Regions from separate parts of the Hordeum vulgare genome. Here region 2 is linked to region 1. Evidence: chromatin contacts called from public Hi-C data. All regions are on one chromosome and are shown on one strand. The core of a region is the stretch at or near the end of the contact, and the rest is flanking DNA. Distances in the headings are between cores, read along the strand shown.

What was found. Hi-C and Micro-C count contacts between places; a contact is called where the count stands out from the background.
Region 2: a Hi-C map of leaf shows a contact between it and region 1, with 2.6 times the contacts expected there. The contact joins the promoter of LOC123424350 here to the promoter of LOC123424309 in region 1. A contact is called at or near these places in 2 of 6 Hi-C or Micro-C datasets (both in leaf).

The regions. Positions count from the first base shown.
Region 1 is chr1H:63,551,944-63,557,946 of MorexV3_pseudomolecules_assembly, forward strand. LOC123424309 (putative F-box/FBD/LRR-repeat protein At5g56810) reads left to right here and starts at 3,004. Exons shown (of 3, transcript XM_045107950.1): 1 at 3,004-4,216; 2 at 5,009-5,191. The coding sequence starts at 3,128. LOC123424293 (glucose and ribitol dehydrogenase homolog) reads right to left here and starts at 2,632. Exons shown (of 3, transcript XM_045107949.1): 1 at 2,349-2,632; 2 at 1,511-2,252; 3 at 1,129-1,402. The coding sequence starts at 2,627. The coding sequence ends at 1,380.
Region 2 is chr1H:64,128,338-64,135,060 of MorexV3_pseudomolecules_assembly, forward strand. It overlaps LOC123424350 (benzyl alcohol O-benzoyltransferase-like), which reads right to left and starts at 4,688. Exons shown (of 2, transcript XM_045107958.1): 1 at 3,833-4,688; 2 at 2,526-3,755. The coding sequence starts at 4,435. The coding sequence ends at 2,889. LOC123424361 (putative TrmH family tRNA/rRNA methyltransferase) reads right to left here. Exons shown (of 4, transcript XM_045107969.1): 4 at 4,781-5,388. The coding sequence ends at 5,171.

The DNA of each region.
Region 1 (6,003 bases), core at 1,754-4,253:
TCAAAGGAAATGAAATCTAGTATGAAAGGGGAGGAGCTGTACCTCGAACATGACGAAGCTGATTTCCTTAATGTATGGCTTTATTGTAGCATTAAAAAACTGAAAAAAATAACAAACATATTCAATATCATGCTTTTCTAACTTGATTCTTGACAAAATAACAGAGCGGGGCATAGTCTTGTACTCAAGTACTTTAGGCGCAAATGATGTACAAGGTACTATCCTTGTGAAATTTACATATAATACAACAGGAAAAAAAATCTGCAAAAAAAATTACAGTTTTTATTCATGTAAATGTATATGGTTTAGTAGAATGATAAACTTTGTTCAAAATTTAAGTGGAATCGGTTATATGAAAAACTCCTGCAATTTAAGTGGAATTGGTTATATGAAAAACTCTTGCAAAAAAAAAGTTCCCTGCCTCTTTAGTACTGCACTCTTTTCTTTTGTGAATTTCTTACAAGGTTTTTAATGAAGCAATATCAATACAAGCATGGACGATACATGTCATTTTTTCCTTATTTTTTCCATTGGATTTTAGAAGGAGTTTTCCATGACATATTGTATATCCTTTTTCTTATTTTTTCTTTTTCTTTGTTATTTTTTCCATTGAATTTTAGAAGGAGTTTTTCTTGACATATTGTATTATCTTTTTTCTTATTTTTTCTTTTTCTTTGTGAGATTTTTCAGATGGTTTTTCTCCTAAGGTTTTTAGTGAGACAAGATCAAAGTTTTCAATGAAGCAATTTCAATACAAGCATGGACGATATATTTTTCCTTATTTTTTTCACTGGGTTTCAGAAGGGCATATTATATATTTCTTACTTTTTCCACAGGGTTTTTAAAGGAGATGATTCCAAAGTATGATTTGCAAGAACAATCAAGGATTAGGGGAGTGTTAGGATTTAATTACTTTGTAATTAGAGATAATCCTTGTTGTAAGGAAGCGCACAGTGCGGAAGCCTCTCCAGGAAACCGTCACGTCGTTTGTTCGGGAACATCTCCTGGCAACCGCTCTTTCTAGGGACTCCCATCCCTGGCACCTGTTCCCCTTTATAAATAAATTTGTTGGTCATCAATAGAATAGTGAGTTCGATTAAATTGTTCTTTCACATGCTCGTCTCTGTATTTAGGTATAGAGGGAGTATGACCATAGTTCAACTTGCAATGCATGCACGTTACATTATTTTATTTAACGTTTGACGCTTGCCCTCGTGGCTCCAGCGCCAAAAGTCCCTACCGAACACACAACGGTACTACTGCCACACAAAACACTACCAGCTGACTCCGAGACTAACACGCCACACTTGCTCGTACTACAGACTCGCACACCACGGGCACACTTCACCCTGTTCTTCCCGAGCTTCTCCAACCTCGATCTAGCTATTGACGATGGTACCACCTGCAACCCGTTAACACGCAAAAAACAATTGATTAACATTGATCCTAGCTGCAATGAATTTCATGGCCAAGATGGGAAGAACCAACGACGTGCTGGTGAAGGGTTTACCGTTGGGGTGGAGGATCTGGCCGGAGATGTAGGAGGAGTCCTGCTCGCTGGCAAGGAAGACGAAGCTGGGCGCGACCTCGCTGGGCTGCCCGGCGCGCTTCATGGGCACCTCGGACCCGAACTGCTTCACCTTCTCCTCCGGGAAGGAGGCCGGGATGAGGGGCGTCCAGATGGGCCCCGGCGCCACGCCGTTGACGCGGATCCCCTTCTCCGCCAGCTGCATCGACAGCGCGCGGGTGAAGGCCACGATGGCGCCCTTGGTGGCCGTGTAGTCCAGCAGCGTCGCGTTGCCCTTGTACGCGTTCACGGAGGTGGTGTTGATGATGCTGGACCCGGGCCCCATGTGCTTCACGGCGAACTTGGTCATGAGGAAGTAGGAGAAGATGTTGGTGCGGAACACGCGCTCCAGGTCCTGCTCGGTGATCTCGGTGATGCAGGGGCGGACGTACTGCTCGGCCGCGTTGTTCACGAGGATGTCCACGCGGCCGCCGTGCGCGTTGGCCACCTCCTCCACCACCCTGCGGCAGTTCTCCTCGTACCCGAGGTCGCCCGAGAGCGCCTTGGGCTCGCCGGCGCCGGTGCGGGACTTGATGTCGCGGAGCGCCTGCAGGGTCTCCTCCGCGTCCTTGTCCTCGTGCCCCTTCACGTACGTGAAGTTCACCGTCGCGCCCTCCAGCGCGAGGCACAGGCACACCGCGCGCCCGATGCCCGAGTCGCCGCCGGTCACCAGCGCCACCTTGCCCTGCACGCGCACCCAACATCAACACGCATATCAATCAAACCGCAGCTGAACGCACGGAAGGCCATCGACAAGCAGTGGTAAATAAAACCGATTTACCTGGAGCTTGTTGGCCGACTTGTAGTTCTTGATGATGGCCTCGGGGCGGGGGTCCATGGCGTGCTCCTTGCCGGGCTGGCAGTCCTGCTGCTGCGGCGGGAACTTCTGCGACGCCATTGCTCTGGTCCCCCGGCGAGCGGGCGGTGCTCTTGGCGACGACGCGGCGAACGAAGCTAGCGCTCTGGTGGTGGGGAGGGGACGCAGCTGATTCGGTCGGAGACGGTGAAGAAGAAGGAGAAACGGCTGGGCTCTGGTGGGTGTTGCGAGGAGTGCGCTCATGGCACGGTGGAAGGCACTGGGTGGCAAGGGGCCGATATAAAGGTGCAACGAAGCAGCGCGGGCATGGCGCGTGGCGACGGACGTGGCACGAGTCTCGCAGCTGTCGCCGCCACGTGGTGACACCGCTCGTGTCCGAGTGACCGAGTGTAATCCGAGCTGCACCGCACGCCGCTTAGCGTGAAGCTGCTGCTACATGTTTCTGGGCGATGAGACAGTCGATCGATCGCCATTGTTGATCCTGTGGTCCGGCCGACCTGATGGTAAACGGGCCTAGAAGCCCACTAGAGCCCACAATCATAACACTTGTGGGCCGCCCATTTCTCTTACCTAGCCCGCAAGCACAACGCCACAAACTTCCTCTCTCTCGCTCTCTCGCCAAAAGGGAAACGGCGGCGACTCCTCACTCCTTGGAATCAGATTTCCCACTCCCCATCGGCCGCCATGGCGATGGCGTTGGCAACCCCACCCCGCTTCCAGATCTCCAACTAGATCGTTTCGCCATGGAGCACCGCGACGGGGAGATCGCCGCCAAGCGACCACCCAAGCGTTCCGACGGCGGCGACGGCCGCAGCGAGGACCGCCTCAGCGCGGTTCCCGACGACCTCCTTATCAACATCCTTCTCCTGGTCCGCGACGCCGCCGCCGCCGCGCGGACCAGCGTCCTCTCCCGCCGCTGGCGCCGCCTCTGGACGCTGCTCCCGGAGCTCCACTTTCTCCCCCACAATGATCCCCACCGCATACGCCTCGCCCTCGCCGCCCATGAGGCGCCGGCCCTACGCTTCCTCGACGTCGCCGTCATTGACGGCACCCCGGAGTCCATGGTGTCCTGGCTTCAAATTGCCGCGCGCCGCCTCTCCGGCCATCTGGTTCTCATCAACACCGAGCAGAACACCTCGTTGGACGAGCCTGGCGAAGGAGGCGCATTCGAGCTGCCCTGCTTCGAGAACGCCATGTCAATCAGCCTCGAACTAGGCCATCTCGGGCTCGGCCTCGCCGTGCCGTCTTCGGGTGTATTCGCCCGGCTCACCAATCTCTTCCTGAATCGCGTCCGGCTACATGGTCCGTCAATGCTCGGTGACGCTGTCTCCTGGCCACGGTGCCCATCCCTGCGGAGACTCATCGTTCATAATTCCTGGGGTGTGCGCAACTTCGCAATCCACTCCGATTCTCTCCTTGAAATAGACCTGAGGGATCTTCGGTCAGATAATCCCCTTGGTCTGGGCAGCTTCACCATTCGTTCAGACTCTCTACTGCGAACGAGGCTGATGAGTCTGCGTGGCTTGGAGCAGCTCACTGTTATGGCGTCGGCACTCCAATTTCTAAGTGTGAGCTCCTGCATTTCGTATAGTTCGAGAGGTAATCAACCGTCTGCAAACATCTTGGCCCCTCAGCTGACATGCCTCCTGTGGATGGATTATTATCATCCAAGCTACACCCAGCTTAAAATGGAAAATCTAGAACGGCTGAGCACCAACCTTTTTTTTGTATATGGACAAGAGTCGCACAAGATGTACAATAGTAATTGTACAAGGCTTCTACGGCGCTTTGAGGTTATCTGGATTCTCAAATTAACACTTTTCTATCTGCCGGTGAGTTCACTTACACAATACTAGTAAACTGCAACTTTCCTAGTAGTGTGGTGCCGTGGTCATGGAATGGACCTTCCTGGTTCATTCCCGGATGCTAATGACAAGCACACATGTAGTCCTATAATTGTAAATTGCACAAGCACACATGTAGTCATATACTTGTAAATTGGACAAAAACTCTCGTAGTACTTGATGTAAATTGGACAAGAACTCATGTAGTCTTGGCCTCATTGTTGAACTGAGATCTTGGCGTTCACTCGGATGAAACGTTCCCTGCCTCATGCCATGGCTCACATTCGCCTATCCTGCTCCTTAACGGAGAGTTGCTGTATTGTGTGGTACAGTTTAGAGATATCGGGAAGACAAAGAGTAACAGTATGCTGAGATAGGTGTGGACACGTGGCATATTCTAAGGTGGGTCTAATTTCATGATAGAAAAGACCAGGTCTCATAGGATCATTTTCCGTCCTTTATCCTTCCTAGCAGCTTCATTCCCATGAGATAGTGTTATTTTTATTGCCTTTGATCAGTTAGCGTTGAGATTACAAACTACTGCTGCTGCACTAGTATATTGGTAATTTAAGATGGCACATGAGGTCGGTCTTGCTAGCGTAAAAAAACGACCTCCACCACTGCACTAATATATTTGTTATTCATATGATGGCTCATCACCTCAGACTTGCTAGCATAAAAGAACCATTTGTTGTCTGTTATTGAATTTCTAAACAAGGTGCTTGTGTCCTTTCCATTTATATATGTCATTTTATGCGACTTCCCATGGCTCCACTGCAGGAAGTTACTAACCATGAGTACTTGATGGAGGGCATTACAAAACACCCAAACATTGCATTCATGGCCCTGGAAATAGTGGCAAATGGACATTCCTTTGGAGCCAGTTCATTCCATGTCCTCAGCATGTGTGTTGGTGTCAGAAAGTTGTCTCTTAAACTTCTTGACACACATGGCTATCCGGTGGTAATATTATCCTTACTTTGTTTATCTAATAATATCTTAGTACACATATTTATTTCTTGGCACGCCTAAGCTTTAACTGCTAGTTGCCCTACTCTATGTGTTGATTTGATACCGGTGCTTTGCTCCAAATTATGTGACAAATATATGGCATATGTATCTCCCAAAGAAAATGCATATTACTCAAGGTGTTGGTAACATCATAGGTTTCCCATTTTGGGGGCCCTGTTAGACCCCATTTCCAGCTCCCCAAAAACTGTTTAGGGATCCCATTTAGGGGCCCTGCTGGAGATGCTCTTACAGGGAGGAGATGGTGATGTTGCAAGATGGGGAGGTCGCCAGCAGTGGCGTACCCTGAGCAGAAATGAGCCAGTGCCCAAATATAAGCCATACATGTTTCTCACTTAGAATTGGGGTGTTGCAAAGTTATACATAGAATATTAAGAAAAATAAAATTTGGCATGGTGTACTGTGCACCATGATACGCCCTCCCTGACCACTAGGGACGGAGGTGGGCGAGGTGGTATAGGAAAGGTAAAGGGGTCAATAGCTCATGTGCGACGTTTTTCCTGCGAATTGGCTGCAAAGCGACATCGTTCGCAAGAACAGCTCTGCTGCGACATCTCTCTGCGCACAAATAGCCCAGACACGACATGGCCCTTAAGCACAATCTCTGTCAGGATTAGGTGGAGCCGGGCGGGACCCACAGCTTATCCACGTCGGCGTGGGACCCAGATGGAGGCGACTACGGTTAAATAGTTTTCCCCTGTGCGCGCATCCTCCCTCTTCTTCTTCGGCGATGAAGCACGACAACC
Region 2 (6,723 bases), core at 3,438-5,937, 580 kb after region 1:
TTTTTTCATAAATTGTTCACAAATGTTTTTAAAATGTTCTTCTTTTCACATTTTTATATAAAATGTTCCTATTTTACGAAAAAAGTTTCTCTTTTTTGAAAATTTGTTCACAAATTGATAAGTTGTTCAAATTTTCTTAGCCAATTCTAAAATTATTCGTTATTTTAATGGACAACGCTACGCGTCCACCGACGGATTATTTCCAATGATCCGCCACCTTCGCGGTCGTTTGATTTTATGCATCCAGCCGATCTCATCCATTCAATCCGCACGCGGGGCTTTGGCCTAATTCATGAAACGATGCTTAACAACCGCTTTGTTGCAGGTTTTTTTTCCTTCGCGCGCGCTTCTGCTGGGCATCCAGTAATTCCTGAAACAACGTTCGAGTTTGTGAAACAATCGCTTTGTTGCAGGGTTTTTTTCTTCGCGCGCGCTTCGTGGGCATCGGGTAATTCCTGAAACAACGCTCCAGTTTCTGAAACAATCGCTTTGTTGCAGTTTTTTCCTTCGTCTTTCCGCAACATAAGTATTGCTGCGAAATAAATTTTTGCAACAAAAGTTCATGCTGCAGAAACTCCATCTTCGTCCTTCAGACGAAAAACAGAGGGAGGTATGGAGCTGTGGAGGACGCACAACCATGGCGGCCATGCTTGATTCCCAAGCCTCATGGCTGGCGGAGGGATCGATCCAGATCCGGTCTGGCACGAGTAGGCAGGGCCGACGCGGGTCGGCCGACGGCAGGAACGCGACGGCGATGGCTGGGGGCTCCGGCGCCGGTGGCAGGGGCTCCGGTGGCGGCAGGATCGACCGGCGGCGGCGCACCACGACGGGGCATGCGGGACCATGCTCGGGCAGCGCTCTGGAGGAGGAGGGGGCCGGCGGCTCGCTCGGCCAGAGGCTCAGGAGGCTCCAGGAGGCGGGGAGGTGCAGGCGCGGTGGCCCTGCTCCGCGCGAGGCCGGCCGGTGCAAGCTGGAGCAGGCGATGGCAAGCGGCGGCGCGGTCTCGGGCAGGGGCGCTCGGGAGGAGTTGCAGGAAACGGTTCCTGAAACAACAACATCGTTTAAAAAAAACGATCACAGCTCACGCGGAAGCTGGTCCGGTCTCGTTCGTATGATAAAGGACAGATCGGACGGTCACCGAGCCGGCGGACGAGCCAGCGCGATCGGTCGGTTGAACACAATCTTCTCTCTATTTTAATATGTTCGGGAAGTGTAAAAATTATTCCTCATTTTCTAAAAAATATTTGCCGTTTCCAATATTGTTCACACATTTAAAAAAATGTTCTATGTTTGTAAAATGCTCTTATTTTCAAATTTGTTTATAGACTAATAAATTGTTTATGTTCACCTAAAAAATTGTGTATTTAAAAAAATGTTCGCGCTCCCAAATTCGTTCACATTCTTTTTAAATTGTTCTTTGTTTCAAAATATGTTCTCAAAATTCAAAAATGTTCGTTCTTTAAAAAATCGGTAGCTCTTTCAATATTGTTTAGGTTTTCTCAAAATTGTTTTCCTTTGCAAAATTTTGATCTCAAGATTCAAGAAAATGTTCACGTATTGAAAAAATTGTTCGCGCTTCCAAATTTGTTCACTTTTTTTTAAATTGTTCTTGGTTTCAAAATTTGTTCTTAAAATGCAAAAAATGTTCGTGCTTTCAAATTTGTTCGGGTTTTTTCAAATTGTTCTTCTTTTTAATTTTTTGTTCTCATGATTCAAAAAAAAAATCGTGCTTTAAAAAATTGTTCACGCTTCCAAACTTGTTCACTTTTTTTATAATTGTACTCAGTTTCAAAATTTGTTCTCAAAATTGCAAAAATGTTCGTGCTTTAAAAAAATTCTGTGTTTTCAAATTTCTTCGGGGGTTTTCAAAATTGTCCTCCTTTTCGAATTTTTTCTCTCGAAATTCATGCTTTAAAAATTTGTTCACATTGTTTTAAATTGTTCTCGGTTTCAAAATTAGTTCTCAAAATTCAAAAAATGTCCGTGCTTAAAAAATGTGTTCACGCTTTCAAATTTGTTCAGGGTTTTTCAAAATTATTGCCCTTTTCAAAATTTTGTTCTCAAGATTTAACAAATGTTCGTGCTTTAAAAAATTATTCACACTTCCAGATTTGTTTACAGTTTTCCAAAATTATTTTTCAAATTCGAAAAATGTTTTTTCTTCAATAAAAATAAAGAAAAAACGAAACAAAAAAGAAACAAAACAGAAATTAAACAGAGAAGAAAAAGGAAACAAAACCGGGCCGGCCCAGTCGGGGCGCCCCCTGTGTGGCGTAGGGCTGCCTGCCACAGTGAGCGGCAGGAGCTCCCGGTTTTGCCCACCCGACATACCCATCGAGAAAGGAATTGCAGCATAATGACACCCTCCAAATACCTACAATCAAAGTCATTCTTTTTCTGGATTGCTATTTCACAATTGCCTTCGCGTGTTGGTCAATTCTATTGTGAAGCACCAAAACGAAGATGGCTGGGCCGCGATGAGCGAAGCGGGAAGCCGGTAAGTCCTTGGAAAGAAACGAGTGGCAGAGGCAAGAATTTTCTTCTTGGTTATCACTTGTGCAACGCAATAGCAATATGACAACAAATATACAAAAGCTAGCAATAATATACCTACGGATTAGAAATTCTTTGGTATTCCATGCCGAAGAATACAAAGAGGGGGGATTAGAGGGACAGCAACATGACCGACGTTGATTGGCGGCGCGGGGAGGAACATGTCGTGCATCGCAGGAGGAGGAAGGAAGGAAGGAGAATAACAGTACGGATGGCATCATGGTCCTTGGATGTTGATCGAATGGTCCAGATGGAAGTGACTGATATTTCAGGCAACTGACGTAGCACGTACTGATTCTCGGTCGTAATACATACAGGGACGACCCCGGCATAAGCTACGCCTTGCACAGGCTCTCCATCTCCGCCGCGAACCGCTCCATGGCCGGCCGTGGCAGCACGATCGGCACGGCAATCGCGTCCTCCCCGTCACGGTCCTTGACGGGGACGAAGAAGGTCACGCCGAAGACAGTGTCGGCCGGGCCGCCGTACACCGGCTCGCCCCACCCGAAATCGACTCCGTAGAACCCGGCGTGCCGGTTGTCTGACACGAGGAACAGGTTCTGCAGGGCCAAGAACGGCCGGCCGCGCAGAACCAGCACGTCGACCGTGGAACGCACGTACTCGGCGGTCACCGCAGCCTTGGCCCGCCGCACCAGCGCCACCGCGTCGGCCAGCGAGCCGCCGCCGCGCAGCGCAGCGGCGTCGGCCAGCGCCGCCAGGGGCACGCACGCGTTTCCGTAGTATCCGTCCGGCAGGCCCAGCTCGACGAAGGCCCGGAAGTTGGCGATGATGACCAGCCGCGCGTCCTCGCCCGGCGGGACCTCGAGCGCCGCCGTGCGGGCGCGCCAGAGGTACGCCGCCAGCGCCTCGAAGGTGGTGGCCTTGTCGCGAACGAGAGGAGGGAGGTGTTTCTTGATCGCGGCGAGGTGGGCGTGGCCGAAGGTGAAGGACCGCATGACCATGTCGCCGGCCGGCGGCGGCGGCGGCGGAAGAAGGTCGAACTCGCGGTGCGGGAAGGACGGCATAGGCGGGCTGCGCGCCTCTAGGAGCTCACGGGACCACGCGGGCGCGACGGTCGGCGCCGGGACGCCGCGGGCGAGCTCGGCGACGGCGTTCATGAACTGGACGATGCCGATGGCGTCGCACATGGTGTGGTTGAGGCGGAGCGCCAAGATGAAGCCGCCGCAGAGCAGCCGAGTCACCTGGTGACCATGATAAAACAGCGCATACGTTTAACTCATGCATTCAACAGGTGCAAATTAACCACCATGACATATACCTGGATGAGCAGCAACGGGCAGTTGAGCACGCCGCCGGAGCCCTCGACGTCGAAGAGTAGCTGGTCCATGCACGGGAACGGCGGCCTGAGCCCGACAGCCTCGAGCTCCTCCAGCCGCACGTCGGCGTCGGCCTCCACGAACATCACCCCCTCGCCGGTGCAGTCGACCACCAGCTTCCGCCCCTCCACCTCCCTGAGCCGCCCAGCAAGCGGATAGTAGTGCACCAGGGCCTCGCCGAGCGCGCGCCGGATGACTCCGGCCGGGTGAACCGGTGCATCGACGTCGTCGTCGTCCATCACTTGGGCACGGTAGATGAGGGCGAAGGACACGTGCCCGCGCAGCGTGTCCTGGTCGTCGATCTCAGACAGGCGCTTGGTATCACGAGGCGTCGGCGCGGCCGGGCCGACGAGCTCCGGGTCGCACCGGCGCACCGCGAAGGCCAGCGTCGCCATGGCGGTGGACTCCGGATCAGGATGATCTTGGCACAAGTTCGAAGCTATGCATCGAGAGTTACTCTCGGCAGTAATACTTGTGCAGAGTGCGAATTGCTCGCAACCGGAAAGTCCAGCACCCGAGAAGTCCAAACATGCAATGCGCGACATTTTGGAGCGAAGCTAGAAAACGTGGAGAACTCGGTTTACAGGGGAGAAAGTAGATACCTGGCTGGAAGCTCTCGCCTTCTAACATATGCCGTATTTGTCGGATTTACATGGACTTGACGGAGTAGTTTGGAGCAAAACAATGGAGGTCAAGTTAAAAACTGCTCCAAACATTGCAGCTGACCGTATCCGCATGCGTATCCTCTCAGGATCTGCAAATGTTCCCAGCTCGTGCTTTCACTTTCACGGTTGCGACTTCGTAGCTTCTCTCCTTAGAAATATTCGATGTCCAAAACAATTTCATCCTCGCAAGTTTGACCTTTCACTGCGCTCAGAGGCACACAAAGGAAACTCGTAAGATGAATGGATATAACCCTCCCCATCCAGAGACTACAAAAGGTAAAACAAATACGAACAGCACGCAACAATCATGTACAAAACATAAATCATGTATCGTGTCACACAAAATTTCAGAGCAAAAATGGAGCTGTAGTTTTTTGCGCTAGTTCGAAGGCACTCGTTTTTAATCCCGTCCCTGATATGACAGGTCATTTTTTCAAGGGAACGCATATATTGCACTTCTGTCCTTTCCACGCTTGTTGGAACAACAATGAAATTATACTCCTTTGGTGAGACAGAAACAAGTGCCACATCATGTCTGATGTATTGCAAATTCACCTTACCAAGCTCTATCGTCCAGGGGCTTGTTCGGAAACAGACATGAGACGGAATAAACACTCAGTCTGTAAACATCATTCCTAGACCATTTGATTCTTGGGGATGGCTACTTCCATTTTCCTTGAATATATCGCAGGCATTTTCTCTGCGTGCCTTGCGCTCTTCAATCACGTCTTCAATTGAATCAGAGCAGTACAGCCCCCTTGACTGCCCCTTTGGTTTCTCAGCTACCACAAATTTATTGCCTTCTCGGCCTCTTTCAGGGAAGCCAGCCCACACTGCAGAAAGTCAGGCAAAAGTAATAGTCAGGCGATAATGACACAGCATAGAACGACTGGGCACAAGCACTTCAGCACAAGAAAGACTGGAGTGCTCAATAAAAGTCAGGAGTGGTAAGATTCTCATGTACTCCCTCCGTTCCTAAATATAAGTCTTTGTAGAGATTTCATTAGTGGACTACATACGGATGTATATAGACATACTTTAGAGTATAGATTCAATCATTTTGCTCCGTATGTAGACCCTTAGTGAAATCGCTTAAAAGACTTATATTTAGGAACGGAGGGAGTAACATTCAGAGTCAACAATGGCAGCTATTTGTGTTAATACCCCTGCCAATAGGCTTCAACCCGTTCGATACCTTCAGGGTTTTGGCCATTACTCCCCCGTTTCTAAATATAACCCTTTTTAGATATTTCAATACGGACTACACGAGTCCGTATTGAAATCTCTAAAAAGGGTTATATTTAGAAACGGAGGGAGCAACTACAGAGTATAACCAAAGACTAGACAAGTGCAGAACAGGGTCTATTGTCTGTGGGGCAGACTTAGATGCATCGTGGTCACGCTGCCAACAACCGCATCCAAGTCCAGAAGCTGTGGTACATGAGCCAGTCTCAACTTTCTAAAAGAGTTCTCCAAAATCAGGGAAGAGTCAATTTGAATAGTCTTTCTATTAATGGGGGAATTACTACTAGGGTACCTAGTTTGGTGTTCCTATCGATGGGGATGAACTACTACTTTCCACTTGTCCAGTTTGTGCTCTAATAAATTAAGAATCTGTGCAAGGCAAACCCTCTAAATAATGAGGCAGCAACATGATGCAGAAATGAATCGAGGTAAATAGAATGCTTATCCTTCTTTTCCCTCACACACAATCTCTCCCCTGAGTCAGGGCTTCCTCCCTGGCCGCACCACCACCCATTGATGCCCAAGCCCCAACTCGCCAATCCTGACCTAATTCTTCCCTATCACTTCCGTCGCCAGAATTAAAGCTCTACCGCTCTGTTACTTACTTCTCATCATACTTCCTATAGCCAGTGCTAATTCCATGTTCAGAATGCAGTAAACACCTTTTCAAGATCAATTCCAAAACTTCCTAGGGATGTGAATGGGTACTTGTGCTAAAAGCTTAGAATTATCTCTAATGGCAATTATTGCTTGTATACAGTATACAGTGCTAAAGCCAGTAAGGAAATGCTCCTGGAGTCCTGGGTACCTACCAACAACCACTGGTGCATGTGAGTTTCTGGTGAGGTCACTGATACAGCTTATGAAAGCTGAGTTTCTGCTGATTCGCACAAGTTGGATTGCATGACCAGGTTTTAAAGTTG